Linked DNA regions of Bos taurus: region 2 is linked to region 1. A link is a contact called in public Hi-C data. All regions are on one chromosome and are shown on one strand. The core of a region is the stretch at or near the end of the contact, and the rest is flanking DNA. Distances in the headings are between cores, read along the strand shown. Region 1 holds the start of PDLIM5 (PDZ and LIM domain 5). Region 2 has its middle 39 kb from the start of PDLIM5.

The links. Hi-C and Micro-C count contacts between places; a contact is called where the count stands out from the background.
Region 2: a contact with region 1 is called in a Hi-C map of skeletal muscle, with 2.1 times the contacts expected there. The contact joins the enhancer-like site here to the promoter of PDLIM5 in region 1. A contact is called at or near these places in 2 of 11 Hi-C or Micro-C datasets (skeletal muscle and skin fibroblasts).

Annotation. Positions count from the first base shown.
Region 1 is chr6:30,138,666-30,144,547 of ARS-UCD2.0, reverse strand. It overlaps PDLIM5 (PDZ and LIM domain 5), which reads left to right and starts at 2,381. Exons shown (of 9, transcript NM_001077444.2): 1 at 2,381-2,434; 2 at 5,818-5,882. The coding sequence starts at 5,860. It overlaps LOC132345564 (a long non-coding RNA gene), which reads right to left and starts at 2,894. Exons shown (of 2, transcript XR_009495014.1): 1 at 2,785-2,894; 2 at 1,157-2,474.
Region 2 is chr6:30,177,953-30,183,500 of ARS-UCD2.0, reverse strand. No RefSeq gene overlaps it. Among named protein-coding and RNA genes, the nearest start is that of PDLIM5, 39 kb to the right of the region's middle. Within about 2 kb of position 2,225, at least 6 of the 102 cell types and tissues checked have an H3K27ac peak or open chromatin away from gene starts, as enhancers often do. A contact at or near this core is called in skeletal muscle, where this site is marked.

The sequences.
Region 1 (5,882 bases), core at 1,132-3,631:
ATAATTATTTCTTTTAAAATGAAGAAACTGTGATGAGTTGCTATCTGGGGTGCATGGTTATCACCAAAGCACAGTTTACAGTAAATTGGGTGTACAGGGATATTTCTAGGGAAGTGATTTTTAAGTATTATAGTTGAATGACTACCTGGATATGAAAAAAAAACATCCAGGTAATCATTTCACGAAAAATTTTTTGTTTGTGAAAAAAAACAGACTCTTGGGGCCCACTGGCAAGGATCCTGGGTCTGGAGGCCAGTTTTAACAAGTTGCCTGTGCCATTTTGATGCAGTTGGCACTTTGGAGAACACTTGGATAAATATCAGCCTATGTATTCTACTTGAATTTGGTTCATTTCCACAACACCCCAGACTTTAAACTGTGGTAGGAGGAGAAAGAGGATTCAGAGGTAGGCTATCTATAGGCTAACACTGATTTGCATAGGTAGGTAACACTCCCAGCTCTTCACCGCCTCAAGATGCTTATCTTATAGTGATACCTCTACACATTGTCTGCATTTCTTGATGTCTTTAGTCAACCTGGTTTCATTCAGGATCAAATTAATTGTATTAGCAGCAAAGAGATGAGGAGGAGCAGAGAGAGGACCCTTACAGGGTAATTCTAGCCATTGCCCTGTGGAAGTGTTACCAGCTGCAATCTCTTGAAACCTCAGTTTTCTTGACTATATATATGACATTTGTCTTATAAAGTTAGAAGAATTATTAAGTGTAGTAAGAATTTTTACAGTTTTAACAAGTTGCCTGTGCCATTGGCAACACTGTCTAGCGTATGGCAACCCACTCCAGTGTTCTTGCCTGGAGAATCCCAGGGACCGGGGAGCCTGGTGGGCTGCCGTCTATGGGGTCGCACAGAGTCGGACACGACTGAAGCGACTTAGCAGTAGCAGTAGCAGCAGCGTATGGTAGGTATTTGTAAGTGGCAGCTATTGTTATTGTTTATTTATTTATATATTTTGGGAGGGAGATGTCAAACATGACAACAAATATTAAAGCACTCTGTAAACCAGTTCACACTAGAAAACCCTTCCCTCCAATATAATCTTCCAGAGAATGTGATGAAAACTATGGACTAGTGCTGTCCAGTGAATATATAATAATGTCAGTCAACATTGGTAATTCAAAATATCTTAGTATCCACATTAAAAAACAGCAAAATTAAGTTTAATTGCATGTTTAACAAATATAAAAATTTTACCACTTCAACATGTAATCAACATAAAATTATTAATGACATTTTATATTATATTTGTCATAATAAGTCTTCAAAATCCATTTCCATTGTAGCACAATTTGGACACGATGTTTTCAGTGATAAAGAGAAATGTACTCCTATCCAAACACCAAAGTTGTTTTTAACGGAGGCATGTTACCCTACTTCAGTTTTTAAATTTAAATTAAACATACATAAAACAAAAAATTCAGTGCTTCAGTCGCTGTAAATAAATTTCAAATATCAGTAGCTACATGTGATAAGTGTTTACCAGTTTGGACAGAGCAGTTTTGGGTGTTCTCTAGAATTTTGTTTGCACTTCTTGGGGACCCACGGACTCCATCAGCCTTGCTTTACAAGTTCCATGGTTAAGAACTGTCCTTTTCACATGTTATAAGCCAATTTACAGTTCAAAACAAGCCTAAAAGTTACTTTCTCTTATGTTCACTGAACGTTATTCAAATTTGCTCATGAATAAATCCCTTGGGCTAAATCAAGCACCTTTATAGAAACTGGAAAGTGGACTATTGATCTGGACTTAGAAAAATAAGCTGAGGTTATAATGGTTGAACCACCTTTGGCCGCTGCTCTTAAACACGGTCTTCTGGTTTGACTAGAGGATTTAACTTCTAGATATTAAAGTTGCTGATTTTCCCTTTCCTAACAGGTCAACTTTAAAGTCTTCACTTCTCCGGGCACATAAAGCTTGCTCAAAAAACCAGGCAGTGGCCGCTGAACTTGCATAGATACGGATTTATCCAAAGCCCTCTCCTATTTTTAGCCAAAGCAACTGCTTGCCAATTCAGTTTCTGGAGAGAAAAATGCATCCACGACAGAACAAACAGGCAGAGCGGACCATTGTCAGGTACTGCTCAAAACCCCCTAAGACTGGTCCCACCGAAACTCCGTACTGCAATTGTCTTTCCGCAGCAGCTCCGACTCGCTGCAGTTAGCCCTCAGCTAGGTTCACCCGCAGCCTTCTCTCAGCTCCCCGCAGCTCTGCGGGTCCGGGGCGTGGCCAGGAGCGGAGGGGGTGTGTCCTGGTTCGGGGGCGGGGCCGGTGTGTGTGTGTGTTGGGGCTGGAGGGGGGGGGGCGGGGCGGGAGCCAGGAGGCGGAAGTTCCCGCGGGCCGTGGAGAAGGCGCAAGCACCGCGAGTCACTTGTCAGCGCTCGTCTGATTCGGAGGCATCGCGGCGCCGCACCCGAGGTGAGTGGCCGCTGCCTGCAGGGGATGCGCGTCTCGGAACCTGGGTAGGGAGGAGGGAAAGAAGGAATCGCCGTGCACTGAGAGCTTGGCCAGAAGTCCTGCTTAGGGAGAGACGGTGGTGCGCCTAGCGCTGGGAAGCTTCTCAGGTGTTTGCTGGACGCGGATCTGCGGAGGTGGAGAGTGGCGTGGGAAGAGGACTACCAGGGAAACGGCGGTGCGGAAGCGGGCTCCAGGCCGGAGAAGGGGCACTAGAGCGGGGACGGGCTGGGACTAGCACGGCTAAGGCAGGGGCGCAGGAGTCGGGCGAGGGCGGGCCACCATCCGGGTGCCGAGCGCGTCTGGGTACCCACCTTGGAGTCTGGGGATACTTGCGTCCTGCGCAATCTCCTGGAGGTGTGGAGAGGAAGCGGGGCTAATTTTTATTTGCGCTCACTCTACTGAGAAGCATTTATTTCACGCTCCCCCCCCCCCCCCAACATTTAGGATTGTGTAACCTGTTAGGGGAATAAAGTTTGTTTAAAAAACAGATCTGTCGTAAACGCCAGATTTATTAATGCTTGCGTACTTGCTGGGGCTTTTTTAGGCAGTGCCTCTAATTCGTTTGACAATAAGTGGAAAAAGGAAGGGCGTATGGATAGGGCAGAGCTTGGAAAGAAAATTGGTGGCTGCGCTGGGCAGGGCAGGTCTAGGGTGTGATCGCCAGATCCTATCCCAAGTCCGCCTTCCTGACCACGAGGACGTTGGAACCCGCCTGCCTCGGAAACAGCCGGCTCGGGAACCTTATTTGGCAAACAGGGCTAGGCGTGAACCTCTCTGCTGGGAAACTGTCTCGTCGGCTACTTTCATCCGCTGCTTGTGGCTTTATTTCTTTCACTCTACCTCCACAGTCTCTCAATCTGGGGAGAAAAAGAATCTCAAGATACATCTTTAATTTCAGACCCATCTCTGAGCAATTCATCACGAATTCTTCTTTCCAGTCTTCCCATTCACTGAAGAAGTTAGGATAGAAGTGTGGGAAATACCAAGCTTCCTAGAGCGAAAACATTGTTTGGACTTTCCCTAAAAGAAACTCCAACACTATACAGAAGTTCTAACATTTCCTACTTATTTGAAAGAAGAAAGGCTGCTCAATATTTCCTGCCTCCTTGGTAATTTAGGAAGAGTTTGGGCACTAATAACCAGACCTGGAAAAGGCCAATAATATAACTGTTGCTTTGACTTCTATTTCAAGTCACATGAAACTAGCAAAGGGAGGGAAACGGCACCGACTGGAAATGAACTGACACTGGTTCTGTAGTGTGGGTGTGAACTTGCCAGTTCTAGAGATTTTAATAACAAATGGGGGAAAGCAGGAAAGGAACTCCCAAGTAAAGAGAGTTGCAGGTACATGGATTAATATATGAATTAAATACATTTTCTTGTAGGGAACAATGGGATTAGGAAAGTTGAGCCTAACTTTCACGTTCTTCTTTTGAGGAAAAGTTAAAGATTAAAAAAAAAAGGATGGGCATATTGCCTGTGAAATATCTGTTGGCTCTATACACTTTTGATAAATATTGTGTGCCATCATCCAAATAGTCCTTCTCTACAAGTTCTCAGAAACGCTTTTATTATAGGGAGAAAGCAATTATGTATATTGGGTGGTTTAGTCGCTAAGTCCCGTCGTGTCCCGCTCTTGAGACCCCATGGATTGTGGCTCCTTATTACCTCCTTAATGTCCATTTTTCACCTGTATCTAATAGTTTGATGTCTGGTTTGGCCTTTTCATCTTTTTGGTGCCTGTTACATTAGTACTAGTTTTGTTGCCTAGTAGTTCAGTGAACTACTATGCTTGGGGAGAAGCTTTCTCTTTTTCTCTGGTAGATGTAGTGCAGATTTTCACTGAATTTTCTTTAAGAACTTAGACTTACTTGAAAATTTTGCCTCGTTTTCCCCATAGGAGAAGATGGAATCTGCCTGCTTTTAATACTCCCAGTTGTTCAAATATCTATATCTGCCACTATTAATTGATGTGTGGAGTAGAAATTTTGAATATGTTAAAAAAAATGAAATATTTTAGGACAGGTAATGATTTGGTTAAACAACACAGATTTTTCCAAGGAAGTGGGTCTTAAGCAGCTTTTTTTTTTTAATGTGGTTTTAAATTATTTATTGTTATATTATTAATATTTTAAAGAAGAAAATAGTACATTTCTTAGTATTACATTTTAGAAAATCCCTATTCCTCCTAATTTCTCCCACATAATCACCATAACAATCAATACCAAGCTCTGAATCATGCTTCTTTTCCTTCAGTTTTTCTTTGTTATATAAAAGTACATGGTACCATGAGAGTCATTTTGAGCTCCCTTCGAGCAAAACATAGAAAAAAGAAAGCATCAAAGCACTGGTTCTTTTCTAAAGCTCTAATTCCCTCTCATGCAATAAGATTAACCCTATATTCCTACCATGTTTAGTCAGTCTTATACACTGTGTGGTAAATGCTCACTCCACTTTGCCTGATTAGGTGTGTATGTAAAACAAAAAGCAGGTTCTGACTCAAATCTCACTGTGCTAGAATATTGCCACCCACTCCAGTATTCTTGCCTGGAAAATGCTGTGGATAGAGGAGTCTGGCAGGCTACACACAGTCCATGGGATTGCAAAAGAGTTGGACATGACTTGGCAACTAAACCACCACCACCAGAGTATTGCCAATCATCGCCTGTCTGAAGGAAAAGTGAATAATTTTTTTTTTAAGTTTTTTGTTAGAAAAGTGAATAATTTAAGTGTGGAAAATACCATGTCCCTATATGAGAAAATACAAGTTGTAGTTTATGATTAGAGAAAATAGTTTTTATGCATCAAGAAACAACTTCTCATTTAAAGAATTTATTGTTTGGAAAGCATGAATGAGAGTCTACCATTTGTAGTTCTCTTCATATGTTAAAATAACTCAGAATTTAGGTAAGTGAAATGGACCCTTGCCAATTGCAGACAGAAGAGGTTGGGGAAAATCATTTTGAATTAAACCTGAAATACAGTTTTGTTCTTTTTTTCATATAAAACAAAGTATTGTAAGGTACCTTGAATTAAAGTTTGTATGCAAGAAGCCACAAATTGTATTCTAGCAAGTTGTAAGATTGATCAAATGTCTAGAAATATACTCTGATATGGGATTTTTAGACTATGGAAATTGGCATAAGTTTAGAGATTGCATATTAGCTCATAGATTCCTTTTCCTAGACTGAAATGAGAACTTAATATAAACTTACTCTGCATATCCCCTCTTTCCCCCCAAACAAAATACTGAAGATAATTTAGTTGGGTTTATATTCAATACATTTAAATATGTAATAGCTTTTCAGATAAACGTCTTTGTTAACCATCTGATTTTCTTTCAGTTTCTTTCATTTTGAGGGATTGGATTTTGCGTCATTAGAACCATGAGCAACTACAGTGTGTCCTT
Region 2 (5,548 bases), core at 976-3,475, 39 kb before region 1:
AAAAGCTAAGAGAGAAAGAAGCTTGTTCAAAACTATGACAATGTTTTCCTCCATTTTCAAAAGTCCTCTTTGGAGACAGTAACCACAATCTTTCACATGTGGTAGTGTACTTAGTCAGACAATTCAGGTGCACATGCATTTGTGGGCCCTTGGCAGTAGATAGGACATTCTGGAATTTGAGGCCGATAGGTTGGGAAATACTGATCTTGGATTACCTTCATTTCTGAGGTCCAAAAAGATTAACCAATTTGTACAAAATGACACAATTAACTAAAGCTAGAACTCTAGAGCTAAAATAAAAATCTTTCTATCTTTGTCTCATACAATTTCCACCATCCTGGAGCTACAGAGGAAAGTAAAGTTATGAAAGAAGATTCCTATGATAATTCAGAGATCTGTATTTTCAGGCAAATCTACCAGCCAAGTGCCAAGAGCACTACTATAGTTTATATCTGGAAACTCAGAAGGGTGCTCAGGAAACTTATAAATAGAATGGTTACAAATGGTTTGATGTCAGCCTTAAGACATAAATAATGTTTAGCAGGTGTCAAACCAAAGCCTTGTTCCATTTGATATTTTCATCAGTGACCTAGATAAGACACTGGCAATCCAGACAGCCAAAATCTCTCAAAAGAATTTTACATTTTAGGAAGCCTTCTAGTGTCTCCTGCCCACAAATTATTACTTCTTCTCTTCTCCCATAATCAATTCCCATTTCACTCCCATGGCTCAATTGATCTCACCTAGGGGTTAGATTATTTCATTAACTACTACCAAACTATAAACAACTACAATAACAGCTCTTCTAAATGTCTCAGAGATCTTTAATTTTTTAGAAAATGAGTTTATTCATTCAGCAGAATACTAGTAGTATTCTAATAGTAGTGGTGGGTAGAGATAAATATCTCTGTGCTGTGTACTGGCTAGAACATTTCTCCTTGCCAAATATAACCATAATTCCTCTAAACTTAACATTTTTGAGAAAATTCTTGAAGATTTCCAAATCAGAACACTTTCTCTTGTTGAGCCTGAACTAAACCTCTAAACCCTTCTTAATGTGATTCTCCATAGCAAGTGATCAATGACCATGATAAACACATGCAAGGAAACTTAGTTGCCATTTCTGATCTATATAATGTGAGTATATTCCTGGTAGAGAATGGTATTTTATACTTGTCTAAAACCCTCACCCCTATAGCTCATTTTAAAAATAAATTCTTTTTGTTGTTGTTTTGTTTATGCTCTCCGGTTCTTGTTACTTACAGTGCTGAAGATTAAAGAAAAATAACACGGCAGCAGCTTTGGTTTGTATTAAAGAAGAAGCAGATCCTTCTTCAGGGCCACTGAGACCTAAAAATTATTCCTGGAAGCAACCAAAGTGCTTGCAGTGGTGTGAAATCCTGTAAAGTGAAGTTTTAGCCATATATAGTGCATCCTCAATGAATACACTATTACTACTATTTTTTTAGATGACACCAATTTGAGGGGAAATAATCCACAAACAAGTGTTTACAAGTGAGGCTACTTAGGAGCAACCACAGGTATCTGACAGGTCACGAAAGTAAACTGTCTCATACAAGGTTTGCTGTTAAAAATATTTCAGTGATGTATTTTTACAGGCAGGCGAGGGAAAATGTCCATTAATAGCACTAGGAAGTTCAGCCAAGAACTTAAGTTGCCAACAAAAGTATTAAATTGCCCATCATTAGAAATACTTCAAATTTAGTTAATACTTAAAAGGCAAATATAGTAAGACACTGAATTATTGCAGTTTTTAAGTTTGCAGTATTACCTGGTCTGTTATATTGTATTTTTCTAATTTTTCCATTTTCCCCCCATTTTCACATCCTATGATTTTCTTCATCCCAAATTCTATTTTCATTCAGCTCTGAATTAGTTGCTTTATTTCTTTTCTGCTCCAAAGTATAGATTTTTTTTTAAACCTTATGCCACTAACTTTCCCTTCTGCATTTCAAATCTTCACTGCCAGTCAATTTCTTTTTAAGGAAAAACTCTTAAATGGGTATGGTGGTTTAGGAGGCAGAACTTCACCTTTCTGACACTGTCAATCCATATTAATAAGATGCCCTTCATCCTGACTCCCCTGAGTGTCAAACTGTTGGCACTTGACCATGAACTATGACTTGGCTGCTATGATCTCTAATTCTAACTCAGGTTTGTGAAGTTTCACAATTTTTTCCCTTGAGAACAGCCAATGCTGAGCTGGCACAATACAAGCAAGCACAGATCTTTGAAGAGCACACTGCTTAAGTCCATATAAGGAATACGGTCCTTGGTTACGGCAGCTCCTCCTAATTCAGTAGCAACCATGGGAGCAAGGGAGAGGCTTTGGGACCTCTCTCTGAGAGCCTTCTCTCACCTCAGTTTGAGAAAAAGCTAGAAGGGAAACATCTCAGACATTTCTGACAACATTTCTGAAAGATAGTCTGATTCTTGGTGACTTCTCACTTACTAAAAATGAGAAACATTTATACACACAAAGAACCAATTAATTGAACAGTTACCTGCCTGGCTATAAATTTACGAATTAGAAAGTTTCTTCAATCAAAATCTTAGGTGTTCCAGCTCCCTCCTGTGATGAATTTAGACGAATTTAAATTCAAACGTAAATTAAATTTAAACTTCAACCCTTCATTAATGCCTGGGCTTACGAATAAAACAAGGAACAGGTAAAAGAACAGAGTTGAAGCTCAGAATCAGGATCAGGGCTTCACTTGAACCAGCTTCCTAGGCTTTTAGATTTTTAAAAGCTACTTCATGTAGATTTTCTTTAGACACAGACAATATTTCCGCATGTCTAAAACTGTACGTTCTTGTCCTTACTAACGTAATCTTTAACATATTAAACTTGCAGTTTCTCGCTTACATTTCTCCAGGAGGAGATGTGCCTCCTGTGTGCCTCCACCCTCACATTTCCTTACTAGTCACTTAGCTAATAATTTTAGGGAATACGTTAAATTTTAGTGTAAAAACACCCTTCTCCAAATTCTTCCTACAAATAACTGGTGTTGTTTCTTCTGATGCTCTACCACTGAAAGCTACAATAGAGGTTAAGTGTTGATCAAAGGCCCCTTTTCCTGTTTTCCTCACAGTTATTGAAGTTTCTAATTCTTCCTGGGAATTTCAGTGTAAACAACAAAGAGTTTGCAGGGATTTTCATAACATGTTCCTTGAAACCTTGCAGTCGCATAAACATCTCTAGGGTTATGTAGAGGGATGCAGAATGATCACAGCTGGATTTAATTTATTCTCCTTTTTTTCCCTGTAGCCTAACTTAACAGGATTGAGGTTTAGGGACATGGAAAATGAGCCTTATGATTTGGCCACACTGCTCAAATGACTGAAATTCGGTTGAAGACCATTTCACGACTCACTGCCAGTTGTTTTGGGACACAGTTGCTATCTGAGAGTGAGTTACATGAATCTTTTAAACACAGTAAGGACAAGTAACTGGTTTGCTTTTGGCAAAGCTTAATCATTTATTACAGATGACAGAAGTGAAACTAGTGAGGCTCCTCAGTGTTGCTTCTGTTCTTTAGGTTTGCCTTTGGCAAGTATATCAAAGGTTAATTTTAATTAATCCTTTGGAATTTTAATTTCCCTTAAAGGTACTACCAGTTGATTAGAAAATGGTACTATCGGGTGTTAACGCTGCTTGTTTCACACACAAAACATGTCTGGCAAACAATACTGGGAACGGAGCCAAGAAATGTCACTTCTCTCACTTTATGCTTCCATAATAAGTCTCCATCCCCACATGCTTTCCCTGGTTCCATCCTCTGACTAATCCGCCCACTCCAAATCTTTCCTGTTTACACTGTGGAAGAATGGTATTTTTAAAAAACATGCCTTAGCAAAACAACCCAACAGAGCTTTGAGCATAGGGACACATAATAAATGTCATTTTGAAAATCTTTTGGAGTGGATATTCTTTTATGAATGTCGTAGATCATGGAAAGAAATAACTCAAAGCTAAACCCAGCAACTGACTTTCCATTATGAAATTGCTACTCTCAGAGATCTGGAACTCGGGTGTAAGATTTAAACGCTTGAAGATTTTACCTTAACTAACATACAGGTTATTGAATCCTAGGTTACACTGAAGCATTACCAACACTTCAGAAAAGCTGGTCCTGATTCGTCAGAACCTTTGACTTAGTTTGTGGAATTGATCCTCCCCCAATCTAGATTACTGAACTCCATAGGAGACATTATTAGGCATGAGCAGGAGTTTATAAAAAGTAAATATTCACTCACAGAGTAGTTGGCAACCATTTCCTTTATTAAAAAAAAAAAAAAAAAAAGAACTGTCTTGCAATGGCACCCCACTCCAGTACTCTTGCCTGGAAAATCCCATGGACGGAGGAACCTGGTGGGCTGCGGTCCATGGGGTCAGTAAGAGTTCGACAAGACTGAGCTACTTCACTTTCACTTTTCACTGTCATGCGTTGGAGAAGGAAATGGCAGCCCACTCCAGTGTTCTTGCCTGGAGAATCCCAGGGACGGGGGAGCCTGGTGGGCTGCCGTCTATGGGGTCACACAGATTAGGACACGACTGAAGCGACTTAGCAGCAGCAGCAGCAGCAGCCTTCAACTAAGAAGTCCAGAAATATCTTTATGTGATAGTACCTGAAAAAGAGTCAATTTAGAGTTAATTTTACTTTCTTCCCTTTATGGAAATTTTAGAAACCATTATACCTTTTTAAAACCATCATGTAGGTCTTCATAAATCAGGACTTGTTTGGATGTTTCTTTAGAGGCATTGATGTGATTGTTTTCATTTTCTCCCTACTGAGGAAGCAGTTTTCATCCTGTGGTTTCAGCAAACATTTAGAGAGACTCAAATAACTTGTCTTGTTCTCCGTCTCCAGCATAACTCCAGTACAGCAAGATTTACCATCTCTGAAACAAGCTGACCTTGGCAAACACAAACTTGGTTATATTAGTGTCAGATCAGAACAGATCAGATCAGTCGCTCAGTTCTGTCTGACTGTTTGGGACCCCATGAATCGCAGCACGCCAGGCCTCCCTGTCCATCACCAACTCCCGGAGTTCACTCAGACTCACGTCCATCGAGTCAGTGATGCCATCCAGCCATTTCATCCTCTATCGTCCCCTTCTCCTCTTGCCCCCAATCCCTCCCAGCATCAGAGTCTTTTCCAATGAGTCAGCTCTTCACATGAGGTGGCCAAAGTACTGGAGTTTCAGCTTTAGCATCATTTCTTCCAAAGAAATCCCAGGGCTGATCTCCTTCAGAATGGACTGGTTGGATCTCCTTGCGGTCCAAGGGACTCTCAAGAGTCTTCTCCAACACCACAGTTCAAAAGCATTAATTCTTCAGCACTCAGCCTTCTTCACAGTCCAACTCTCACATCCATACATGACCACAGGAAAAACCATAGCCTTGACTAGACAAACCTTTGTTGGCAAAGTAATGTCTCTGCTTTTGAATATGCTATCTAGGTTGGTCATAACTTTCCTTCCAAGGAGTAAGCGTCCTTTAATTTCATGGCTGCAGTCACCATCT